2 separate regions of the Hordeum vulgare genome follow, and region 1 is linked to region 2. A link is a contact called in public Hi-C data. All regions are on one chromosome and are shown on one strand. The core of a region is the stretch at or near the end of the contact, and the rest is flanking DNA. Distances in the headings are between cores, read along the strand shown. Region 1 holds the start of LOC123402010. Region 2 holds the start of LOC123403394 (MLO-like protein 13).

Evidence for each region. Hi-C and Micro-C count contacts between places; a contact is called where the count stands out from the background.
Region 1: a contact with region 2 is called in a Hi-C map of leaf, with 5 times the contacts expected there. The contact joins the promoter of LOC123402010 here to the promoter of LOC123403394 in region 2. A contact is called at or near these places in 3 of 6 Hi-C or Micro-C datasets (leaf and seedling) and 1 of 1 datasets of contacts at active chromatin or transcription factors (embryo).

What each region holds. Positions count from the first base shown.
Region 1 is chr6H:147,324,275-147,330,365 of MorexV3_pseudomolecules_assembly, reverse strand. LOC123402010 reads right to left here and starts at 3,333. Exons shown (of 10, transcript XM_045095863.1): 1 at 3,127-3,333; 2 at 2,454-2,596; 3 at 896-1,600; 4 at 28-483. The coding sequence starts at 2,528.
Region 2 is chr6H:147,016,550-147,022,500 of MorexV3_pseudomolecules_assembly, reverse strand. LOC123403394 (MLO-like protein 13) reads left to right here and starts at 1,688. Exons shown (of 13, transcript XM_045097330.1): 1 at 1,688-2,123; 2 at 2,298-2,355; 3 at 2,689-2,843; 4 at 3,084-3,200; 5 at 3,284-3,385; 6 at 4,103-4,177; 7 at 4,279-4,367; 8 at 4,449-4,498; 9 at 4,742-4,782; 10 at 4,880-5,089; 11 at 5,185-5,252; 12 at 5,343-5,403; 13 at 5,512-5,951. The coding sequence starts at 1,998. The coding sequence ends at 5,859.

The sequences.
Region 1 (6,091 bases), core at 2,084-4,583, 310 kb before region 2:
ATAAATCAACATTTGGGCAAAAGCTACCTGAGCAGTCTGCAAGGGTTTTGCATTATTTTGGGATGAATTGGGCATAACTGAGCTTCTGGTAGCCAACTTCCCAGTAGTGCTGCTGTTGCTAGAGGCAACATGAGAAACACACGATCCCTTGTTGTAGAAATTTGTACGAGGAAGGGTAGCTGCAGGCTGTACTTCTTTGGAAGACTTGTGAGAAGCTTGTGTGGCTGATTTAGATGGTGCAAGGAATCTATCAGTATTCTGGCACAAAGCAGATCTGGAAGCAATGGCGGCTCTATCAGCATTTGGATACGGAGAAGATCTAGAAGATGCAGCAGCTCTGTCAGCACTCATCCTATCAGATAAAGCACGCAATTTCATCTCAACCCTCTTGTGGAAAGGATCCTTCAAGCCTTCATAGTTCACGTTTTCGGAGTTTCTTCTTAAATGTACTCTCGGAATTTGGATCAGACAGCTTGATGGGTCCTGAAATAATAAACATGGACATATGAGATAAATGACATTAACTTTTGCATGGCATATATAAAACAATCAAAGGAAGAAACCAACAATGGAAAGCTTTCTTTAGTACTATCCTGGAAAACGATCTGGCTCATTCACACATGTAAGTCATATAATTCATATTATGGAATTTACGCCCTTCGAAACTGCCAAATCTCATACAAAGCCAAAACTCACACCAGCCATGTAATTGCAGCAAATTGATTATCCCAATATATGAGTACAACATTCTATTGACTATCTAGAATTTACTTGCCGCTAAAGCAGGAAGCGACTTCAAAAACTAGCTCTGTTCTCTCATATCTTGTCAGTCATCCCCCCACCCCACCCCCGCGCGCGTACATAAACAATAAATATCAATCCAATAGTACATTACCTTGGTGCCCTTTGTCAACCCGTTAACGGCAGCTGGCACTATGTTCTTTCTTGGTTCCTGTTTCTGAACACCAGCTTTCAAACTTGCTATAGGCAAGATAATTCTCGACGCAGCAACATTACTTTCACCATAATCAGTTGAAACCACATGCTTTGGTGCAAGAACCTTTCTCTCCATGGTTTCGTGGTTGAGACCATGTTTACTACGTGTGCGTGTGGCACAACAAAACTCACCATCAACATGTTGATTTTGACCAGTACTAGATGCCTCCTCTGTTATCCTCGAAAACAGAGGATTAAATGTCAAATATCCTAGCCCATGGGGTTCATTGTGTTTATTCTCATCCGATGAGCTCACTTCAGTAGATGGTTGACAACTGAAGCTTGGAGCAGTATCCACGGGATCTTCGGGAACAACTGCATGTGAATTATCTTCCTGTTTACTATGGTCCAGAGTGTCATCATTGCTCCTTTCTTCCGATGTGGCTTCAGTTAGATGTTTAGCTTTCTGAGCTTTCCTCTTGTAATATTCTTCAAAATATGCCTTCTTTTGTGCAACTAAACCAGGCAGTGTGAGTTTGCTTATCTCCTCCTGACGTCTGTTGTGTCCGAATACTGATCTGTTTTCCCATGACAAAGACTCTTCTGCAAATCTACCAAATGACACTGAGCCATGATCAAGTACCATTTTCTGAACTGAATCGTCCTGGACAGTAGACGCAAAATTAGAGACTCTTTCAATTTATTAGAAGAAAAACAGACAACAATGACTAACTAAATAATATTTATAGAGCATTGTTTAGTTAGCTACAAACTCTATAGATACAACTCATAGGACCTCTTTAATTCATGTGATTTAAAAATGCAGGAATACGAAAAACTCCAGAATAAGATAGGATTCCATGTGCAAAACAGAGGATTGTGAAAAACACATGAATCTGCAAAACTGGGTGTTTGATTCACAGGAATAGGAAAAACACAAGAACCCTACAAAGCATGGTCAAATTAAGGTTAAGACGTATGCAAATGTAAGATAAATTTAATATAATGCTACCTATAGCCTTTGTCTTGTTGTTTGTGCAACAGCCAAAATAAATATAAGTAGCAGACAGTATTCAAATATTTGCGACCACCGGTACAGTATTCAAGAATCGCCTAACCTTTTGCGTCGGCAGTGAATAAAAACAGAATTACCATCATATAGTCTCCTCAAAACGCAACAAGAAACTACAGAAACAAGATTCTGGCAGCACCAACTATGCAATACAATGTTGACATCTCAAATATTTCCCAAAAAGAAACTACAGAAACAAGATTCAGGCAGCACCAACTATGTCATACAATGTTGACATCTCAAATATTTCTCAACAAGACAAGAAACTACAGAAACAAGATTCAGGCAGCATCAACTATGTCATGCAGTGTTGACATCTCAAATATTCCCCAACAGCACTACGATATCAAGGAGCTATTTAACTATGAGATTTAAGTTGATAATTCAAGTTCGCAACCAAAGGTGAAGCAACGAATGAATTCGAACTCGAAGCAGAGGATACTACCTGTGTGCAGAGGTCGTTGTAGGGCGAATCTGAGTGTGACCATCCACTGAACGGCTGCCCAACTTCAGCAGCCATTGTGCCTGCGTGCTTGTTATCAACTAGCCAACCTTGGCAGAAAAAATTCTTATACAGCTCCGATCTACCTGCAGAAATAAATATACCAAAATTCACACTGTCAGGATCTGCCTCCCGGAGAAGTTAATAAAAACAAAACAAAAAGGCATTGTGGTATTTTCGGCCAAAAAAAGGAAAACAAGAATGGTGGCCAAATACTTTTAGAAGTAAACACAAATCCAGCATAGACAACTCTTGGAAAGTTTGGAGGAACAAAATCAAACCCCCCAAACAAAAAACCTGCCCTATCTTCGCTGTCTGGCAGAAGAGGATTCAGCACCGAGCAACGAAAGCCGGAAATTTTGGCTCAGCTGATGTCACGTGGACCCCCCAAGATTTGAGGCCAAGATGGTTTCATGGGTAGAATAATATGGAACAGGGTAACGAAAAACTGGGATTTCTTGGATGAAAACCGGAAACGGGAAGGAACTCCCAAGTCCGCACCTGAAAAACTAGCACCACGGCGGCATGGCACGGACTAGAACGGAAAAAAAAGTCCCCAAATCTAACCGCGGTACGGCGACCGCACCAAGCGAAGCCATCAAGAACCGGAGCGTACCAGAAAAGGGACGTAATGAAATCGGAAACCCGCCGGTACAACAGCCACCCTCCGACGACAGGAGATCGAGAAGCCAGACGCCGAGTCCTCACCTCACCTCGTCGCCGGTCCGTGCTTCTCCGTCTCGGGGAGAGCGGGAGGGGAGGGGAGGGGAGGGGAGGGGTGGGGGATGTTTAGGGCGGCGGCGACGGCGAATCGGAACGAGAGAGCGCTAACGGCTGGAAAGGGGGGGAGTAAATATGGAAGGAGGGAATGGAGTTGAAATCGGGTGGAGTAACGTTCGAATGAGAGGTCGTGGCTTCGGTTCGCTCGCTCGCTCGCACGGACTTCGACGCGAGCAATCGCACGGCGCAGTTTTTTTTTTCGTTTTTTTTTTTAGGTGTAGGCAGGTGCCGACGTGGGTGCGCCTGATCTGGGCCTTGCGAGGATCTGAATAGCCTCATATTGCTTGGACCATTGGTGCTAATTCAGATTCGTCGGCGAAAAAGCGGAGAAATAGGTTCGTCATTCTATTATACAATATCATCAAAAACAAGAGGAACCTCTAAAAAAATCAAGAACAAGAGAAAGAACAAATATCCTGTTTTGCACCGGACCCGTTGCACATTTAAAAATAAGGTGTTGCTACGCGTTTGTCGACTAATCATTTTAAATGCTCCACGCCTCGTGTACTGTCGAATTTGACAAAATGAGCGACCAAGCAACACTTTCTAGTATTGCAACACATGTCATATTACAGGAAATTTCGGCAACATGCGTAATTTTTTTTTTTTTTTGCAATTACAATAGAAATTTCTTTGCAATTTTTAATCTTGTGTAACTGACATTCAGGACAACTCCTTTTGCAACAGAGACATTGCTAACGTAAAGCAAGAAGCAAGCAGCAACACACGTCGTGCGGACAAGACAGCGGATGCTTGCGTGCAATCCGCTGGCTGAAGTCAAAAGTCTTTTTTTAAAATATTATAAAAATTTGAAAAAACATTGGTGCATTGACACAACACCATTTGATGTCGTCACAAAATAACCAAAACACGAAGCATTGCATGAGATACAAAAATAATAAATTTAACATTAATGTATTGTAACTTTTCAAACATTTTTTAATATGCAACCGACAGGCACGAAGCTAGGGGGAGATGGGGCTAGACCCTCCTTAATGAATTGATTTTTCTTCAATGTTAATAGTTATTTCAGCCAAAATTTTCTAAAACATGAAATATTTCCTCCTTCGTGAGCAAACTTGCCCCTTCCATGCATTCATCTTGGCTCTGTCCCTGACAGTTGGAGATCAGCATTGATTACCTTGATATACACTTTTGGTTAAATATTTAAATCGCACCATCTACTATAAGAATTAATCGCGAGAGGCTATTATAGCAAGTATAGCCCTCGGCTCCCCTGAAGAGGCTGCGGGTATATGGCTGCCAATTAACGGATTTTCTCGTTCCGTGGGTTGTTCGTTTCGTTCACTTGTTCTTTGAATTTTTTCCTCGTACAATGGTTGCATTTGTCTGCTTTTTTTTCTTTTTTGTTCTTTTTTTCATTTTTCTTTGGATCCTTTCGTTTTTTCAACGCTTTATTCCATTTTTTTCTTTCTCATAAATTTGTTTTTACTTGTTATTTTACCTTTTTTCTTTGTTACAATTTGGTATCTTTTTATTTATCCATTTTTTGTTGTTTTCTTTGCTTTTTCTTTTTTGTTTCTTCGTTTGTATGTTGATTTTCATCAGTTTTTTTTAACACACTTTAATTCTTTTAGTACGCATTCAACATTTTTTGAATACATACACATTATTTACTATATGATTCGCATTTTCTAGAACTTGTTATTATTTTTTGGTATATATCTAATTCATTTTTTTCTAATACATATGTAATTTTTTTGAATACAAGTTAACATCTTTTGAATACATGGTCAATATTGTTTTCATACACATTTATCAAATACAAGATTTATTTAATACATGCTCAACATTTTTTTCATTTTTCAAATGCTTGATTAATAATTTTTAAATATAAGATTAACATTTTTTAATACATGTCAATATTTTTTCTATACACATTTGATATTTCAGAATGCTAGATTAATATTTTCAAATACAACACTAATTCTTGAAATACATGGCTGATTTTCATACACATTTTGTACATGAGAACCAGTTTTGCTACAATTTTTAATTTTTTTACATAAAGTGTTTTGTAATATATTTATTTAGAATATTTGGAAGTATAAGCAAAATGAAAAAAAGAAGAAGCAAAAATCATGAACAAAAAGAAAAAAATGGAGGTTCTGGTCTTCCGCGCATGGGGCTCGACCCATCTCACGCCTCCCTTCACGGGGTACTTCCCTCAGTCTCGCTAGAAGCAAGGTATAGCAGCGCCCGAAATTAACCAGTGGCACATGTTCCACTTGTTGGGGAACATCGTATGGGAAACAAAAAAATTCCTACGCGCACGAAGACCTATCATGGTGATGTCCATCTACGAGAGGTGATTTCCGATCTACGTACATTTGTAGATCGCACATCAGAAGCCTTAGTGAACGCGGTTGATATAGTGGAACGTCCTCACGTCCCTCGATCCGCCCCGCGAACCGTCCCGCGATCCGTCCCACGATCCGCTCCGATCTAGTGCCGAACGGGTACAGCTCGACGGTGATCTCGGCCTTCTTGATCCAGCAAGAGAGACGGAGAGGTAGATGAGTTCTCCGGCAGCGTGACGGCGCTCCGGAGGTTGGTGGTGATCTAATCTCAGCAGGGCTCCGCCCGAGCTCCGCAGAAACGTGATATAGAGCAAAAACCGTGGAGGTATGTGGTCGGGCTGCCGTGGCAAAAGTTGTCTCAAATCAGCCCTAATACCTCAGTATATATAGGAGGGAGGGAGGGGAGGAGGCAGCCTCAAACCCTCAAGGTTTGGCCGAAATTTGAGGTGGAGGAGTCCTACTCCAATCCTACTTGGAGTG
Region 2 (5,951 bases), core at 439-2,938:
TAAAGGGTTGCTAACAAGAAGTTGGAGATTCAGTTTGTTCCCTCAAAAGATCAAGTTGTAGACAGATTTACAAAGGCTTTGCCCACAAGATCGTTTGAAGAGTTTAAGCGTAATCTAAATTTGCGAAGTTCGGATTAAGGAAGGGTGTTAAACATGTCATTTTGTCACATTGTACTATGTATAGGGCGCAACCTTGTGTCTCAAGTTAGGTCTGCTATGAGGTTAGATTAGTTAGGAGATATATGTTTTATTCTTCTCCTTCTCTTATCCCTTTGACCCGTATTTTCTCCGGTGGTTAGCTAAGGTGCCTCCAACCCTGTACGCTACAACCTATCAATATATACATGTGGGTCTCCATGTTTCGGAGATTTAGATACTTCCATATTTCATGCATAAAGATCGAGAACCATGTGGGGTGAATAATGAGTAGCCGGTTTGCATTTATCGACACGACAATCACATATGTGAAAGCAAAGATGATAGAATTCTTGATCTGCCTGTCAAAATTTTTGTAGTTAAGGATATGCTCTACAAAAAATTGTTCATAGTGTCGTAGAAAATCTGCTCCACATACAGGTTATGTCCTTTTCACTAGCCGAATATCAAAATGTTAGCTGAAAAGAACCATTTGCATTTAGCATTTCAGTGAAAGTTACAGATCACTTTCTTTGTATATCGGCAATATTCACGTTGCTCGTGTGAGCTCTTTCAAAAGACCAACCGATAAATCTTAAGATTGACGAAGTCTTCATAGACTAATCAACGATAATGTCGTCTCTCACTAAAGAAACATTGCTTGAAAGTCTAATATAAAATTCAAAAAATACGAGCATCGTATTAAATATAGTAAACACAACCGAGTTGGTTTTACCTTAAAGAATCTAACCATTTAAACCATGCTCAGTTCGCTATATCAACAATTTTTTGGTAAGCTCAACAAATAAAATCAATTCAACGATGTAATAATCTGAAAAATCTATCAAATCCAAACCACATGCAACTAATTCAACAGAACATAGTACGCAACACAAAAGTTTAACCACAAATAAATCTGGAGGTTCATTGACATGGAGAACAGAACATAGGTTTTTCACATGGCCGGGGTGAAACCATTCATAAAGAAAATCTTGATACTAAATTAACTGTATGCATCCTTACTTGATGCAGAGGCTAAAAAGTAAAAATCTCCCCTTTTAACAGGCCTACTGATATACTATTTTATAATTTTATATATAATTAATAAAATAATTACGTGCATCATGTAAATGCAGAAACCTTTTGAAAAATAGTTTTTCACATGGCCTGCCGTGCGCGTAGGCAAAGACAACGTCACACGAGCCACAAAATCCCCGGGACGTCGACGGTTCGCTGTCTCCATCTATCTATCACCACCAAGGCGATTCCCCCTCCAAACATTTCGATTTGTTTTTAGGCTATCCAAACATTTTGATATACCTTTTTTTGGTAACAACATTTTGATATACCTGACGGGACACGTGCGCGCATGGTTTTGATTTTTCGCGTTCCCGGCAGGGCCAGCGTCCACGTCGGTACAGCCCACCGCCCCCCCAAACAAACAGAGTCCATTGCACGCCAATCCTTTTTTTTTTTCCTTGGCACCTTCCTCCCGCTCACGCCGTCGAAGCCGTGAAAGGCGCTGGCCGCTCACGAGTTCCACAGGCGGGAACAAAACTCGAAAGGGAAGCGGGGCCTGGCGCCTCGCGGGGGACGACAGCGACTGAGTCGAGAGCGCCCCGAGGGCACGTTCACGTGCGGCGCCCGCTCTCTCTCATGGCGGGGCCTGGGATTCTGGGATCCTCCGGGGCGCTGTCCCCGGCTCCCCGCCGCAGATCCGGCGCGTGGAGGGGGCCGTCGCACCGGTCGCTGCTGCAGTGCCGTGAGCCCGTGATGCCCCACCACCGCCGCGCCTGCATCCTCCTATATCAGCCACATGGTGCGGGTAGCGGCTTCGAATCGGCAAGGCGGGAGAGGAGGAGATGGGGCAGGGAGAGGAGGAGGAGCAGTCGCTGGCGCTCACGCCGACGTGGGTGGTCGCCTCCGTATGCCTCATCATCGTCGCCATCTCCCTCGCCGCCGAGCGCCTGCTCCACCGCCTCGGCAAGGCACGGCACCCCCGACCTGCTCCCTCCCTACCTATCTGTTTCGCATTCCTGTTATGATCTCTACAGTAATATTTAGTCTTCCTGTTCTGCGTATGTCCCCACATTATTTTATGTTGGTTGAAGTTTTCGATGATAGTATATGCTATATGTAATAAGAAACCTATCTCTCTGCAGGTGCTCAAATTCAATGGCCAAGAAGCACTATTCTCAGCCCTGCAGAGAGTCAAAGAAGGTAGGAGCGTTATCCTAGGATTTAGTTAGATTGCTGCACAACTTCTTTTTATATGCTCGATATCACGGCAAGCGTTCACCTCGATTATCTCAAGCACGGTGGCTACTAGAACCCGAAGGTACAGATCTGCTGATGATCTGTACATGTGCTAGTTGTTTCCTGATTAAGACTGCAATAGCTGAGCTGATTGTAATCAATATGGAAAGAAGCATCAGATACCAACCAACAAAAAATTCCTTGACACACAAAGCAGAATGTCTCGTACCAGTTCATTCTTTCCGTATAAAACTGTCTGTTCGCCTTGCCTAATCTGTTCATTGGTTACTTGTGCAGAATTGATGATTCTGGGTTTCATTTCTTTCCTACTAAGCGTCTGTCAAAATCTCATCAATCGCATTTGCATCCCGGAGAGTGCTGCACGGATCATGCTTCCATGCATTGAAGAGTCCAAAGCCAGAGAAGGTGCTGCCAAACTCTGCAAGAGAAAGGTAGGCCATGAACTGTGAAGATTGTGCTGCCGTCAAGTTTAGTGCCGTTCATTTATTACCTAAATATCTGGTTGTGGCTTCAGTGTCTACTATTTTCCTTTGATAGTACCGTTGATGTGATATTTTGAGTAGCAAAACATAATCACGTGTGTTTAATGATAATTGGTAGACATTGCCAGTCCCAAGAATCGTAAAGAATATTTGCCAGATTGGTCATTCTGAAACATCATTCTTGCCCAGGGTGAAGTTCCCATGCTATCTGAAGAGGCTCTGCATCAGCTGCACATCTTTATCTTTGTACTTGGTGTGGTGCATGTTTTGTTCTGTGTTACAACGCTGTTACTCGGTGGAGCTAAGGTATAACTATTATTACTTGGGATGAATACGTGTTTCACGTGATATGATATTGAAGGTAACACATCTAGGGTAAGCACTTGTAGATGAGAACGTGGAATAAATGGGAGACTGAAATTCAACAAGGAAGACTCGACGAGCGTGAAAAGAGGCCAGGCTGGATGAAACCATCTGTTGTAAGATGGATTGTAAGTAATATAACCCTCTTATATTATGCATTTATGCTTCTATTTTGTTATAAAGTCAACTGTAAATCCTTAATTTGTAATACGAATGACAGTGTCATGAGAATTATTTGGGTTTACCCAAGTAAAATGAAGCTGCTTTTCTGAGCGGTTATCAATTTATTTTCCCAAGACAAAAGTGTTATTAAATCATCTTTTACATCTTAACGTAAATGCCATGGCTGCATATGAAATTAAACAGGGGGAGGTATTGTCAGTAAGTTACTAAATATCTATGAAAAAGATATGTTTCTTTCTCTTGTTTGGGAGACCGAATATTCAATGTGTGGTCAAATTGCTATTTGTAAAAAGTGAGAACACTCGAAGATGGTTCATTGTCAGCTAAGGATAACAATGATCTGGAAAGCTATTATGACGTAACGATATTTTGATGGCATGCGCGTGAAGTGCAGTGCAGTGTTACACTTTTTGTTATTTGAGGTCCCTCTGCAACAAGGCAATATCATGACCAAACCAAACACCAATATAGCCTTTACTGCAATGAAGTTACCACAATAAAACATTTTATGGCTGAGTACCATAGCTTCTGCATAGTTATTGCAATATTTGTGTGCTATATGGAGCATTCTTTAAGTTACAATGTTTTTCCAAATTCAAATTGTGAACTCGGTATATCATATGTATGATTATTCCAAAGGTTTTATTCCTATATTGTTTCAGATTGCATTCTTCAAGCAGTTTTATAATTCTGTCGGTAAACCAGATTATCAAGTACTCAGATCAGCTTTTGTTCTGGTAAGATACTAAGATGTACTGTTCAGTGACTTCTGCACAATCACGAGTGTCCTGGTTTTCCTAGTGAACTAATAGGATACTTGCCATTTCCTCCCTCCCAGCGGCACTACCCAAATCGTCCAGACTTTGACTTCCACAAGTACATGGTTCGTGCCCTAGAGCACGACTTCAAAGAAGTAGTTGGAATCAGGTTAGTATTGGGTAAAGTTGCAACTTGGATTGTTTAAATAAAATTTGTTTGGTTCACCTAATGACACTCACATGCATGCAGCTGGTACCTATGGCTTTTCGTTATCGTCTTCCTGCTGCTGAATATAAATGGTAACTCCTATAAACTGAGAAAAGTCCCCTCGTATATTTGTTTGCCCGAAGATATACTGATCCTAGGAGAACAACACGATTTACACTTGTAACCATGTCTGCGATCGTCATTTCCGTTACCACAAGTTATGTTACTTGGTTAGAACAATTTGAATCACAATAACAAGTAGTTTTTGTTGGAATTATTTGAACTAGCATGTTTTTTCTCTCTCACTGTTATTTCTTGATCTATTGCCAATGCAGGGTGGCACACTTACTTCTGGCTGTCTTTCTTGCCCTTGATTGTAAGTACCTTAACAATTCCATGTCGCTCTAGTAAATACATTCTCCAGTTACCTCCATGGAGGAGTTTCTTACTGCTCGGGGTAAATAAACTTGCAGCTTCTGCTTATTGTTGGCACAAAGCTGGAGCATATCAGCACTCGATTGGCTCAAGAAGCAGCGGAGTGTTCCGATGAAACATCAGGAAACCCCTGGACGAAGCCATGCAAGGAGCACTTTTGGTTTAGCCACCCTAGGGCCGTCCTCCATCTGATCCATTTCATCTTGTTCCAGAACTCCTTTGAGATGGCATTTTTCTTCTGGGTCTTGGTATGTTTTGAAATTATTAACTGCCTTAGTCTGCACTCTGTACTAGATACATACAAGTAGAGAAGCATGGGGTTATCTGACTGATACATTTGCAGGCAACATATGGGTTCGATTCATGCATCATGGAGAACAGATCATATGCCCTCCCCAGACTTGCTATTGGGTTAGTACAAAATCTCCAGTTCTTCCTTGATCTTTTTCCCGTTAGCTACGGCAACTTACGGGCAATTCTGTTTCTGTGTCAAACATGCAGCATCATCGTCCAGGTGCTCTGCAGCTACAGCACCCTGCCGCTGTACGCCATTGTCACCCACGTAAGATCTCGTTCCACCATTGATTTCACCAAGAACACTGCTTGATTGCTTAGCTCGAAACCGAGAGTAGCTGATCGTAAAATCGTTATGGATGGTTGATCGTATCAGATGGGTGGCGACATCAAGCTGCAGGCGTTTGGCGAGCACGTACACGTGTCCGTGCACAGCTGGGCGACGGACGTGAAGAAGAAGGCGACGTCGCTGCCGGCTCATCCGCACCCGCACCAGCACCAACACCCGCACTCGCACCTCCGGATCCCGTTTCTCAACAAGAAGAGGCACAGCGCGCGCGGCCCCGCAACCGAGGAGGCCGCGGCGGAGGCGAGGGCGACGGAGCAGCGAGCCGGGAGCTCCAGCACGCCCACCGCGCAGCCGCAGCAGCGGGCGGACGACCTAGAGGAGATCGTGACCACCACGGAGGAGGACCATCGTCGTCGCAACGCCAGTTTCTCGTAGCTGCGTACATGCTCGCGTTCGAAGTCCTAACGGAAGGCCGGGCCGCATAAGCCGCGTCTCGCTGTCGACGTCGTCATCCGGCCAGCAGGCCC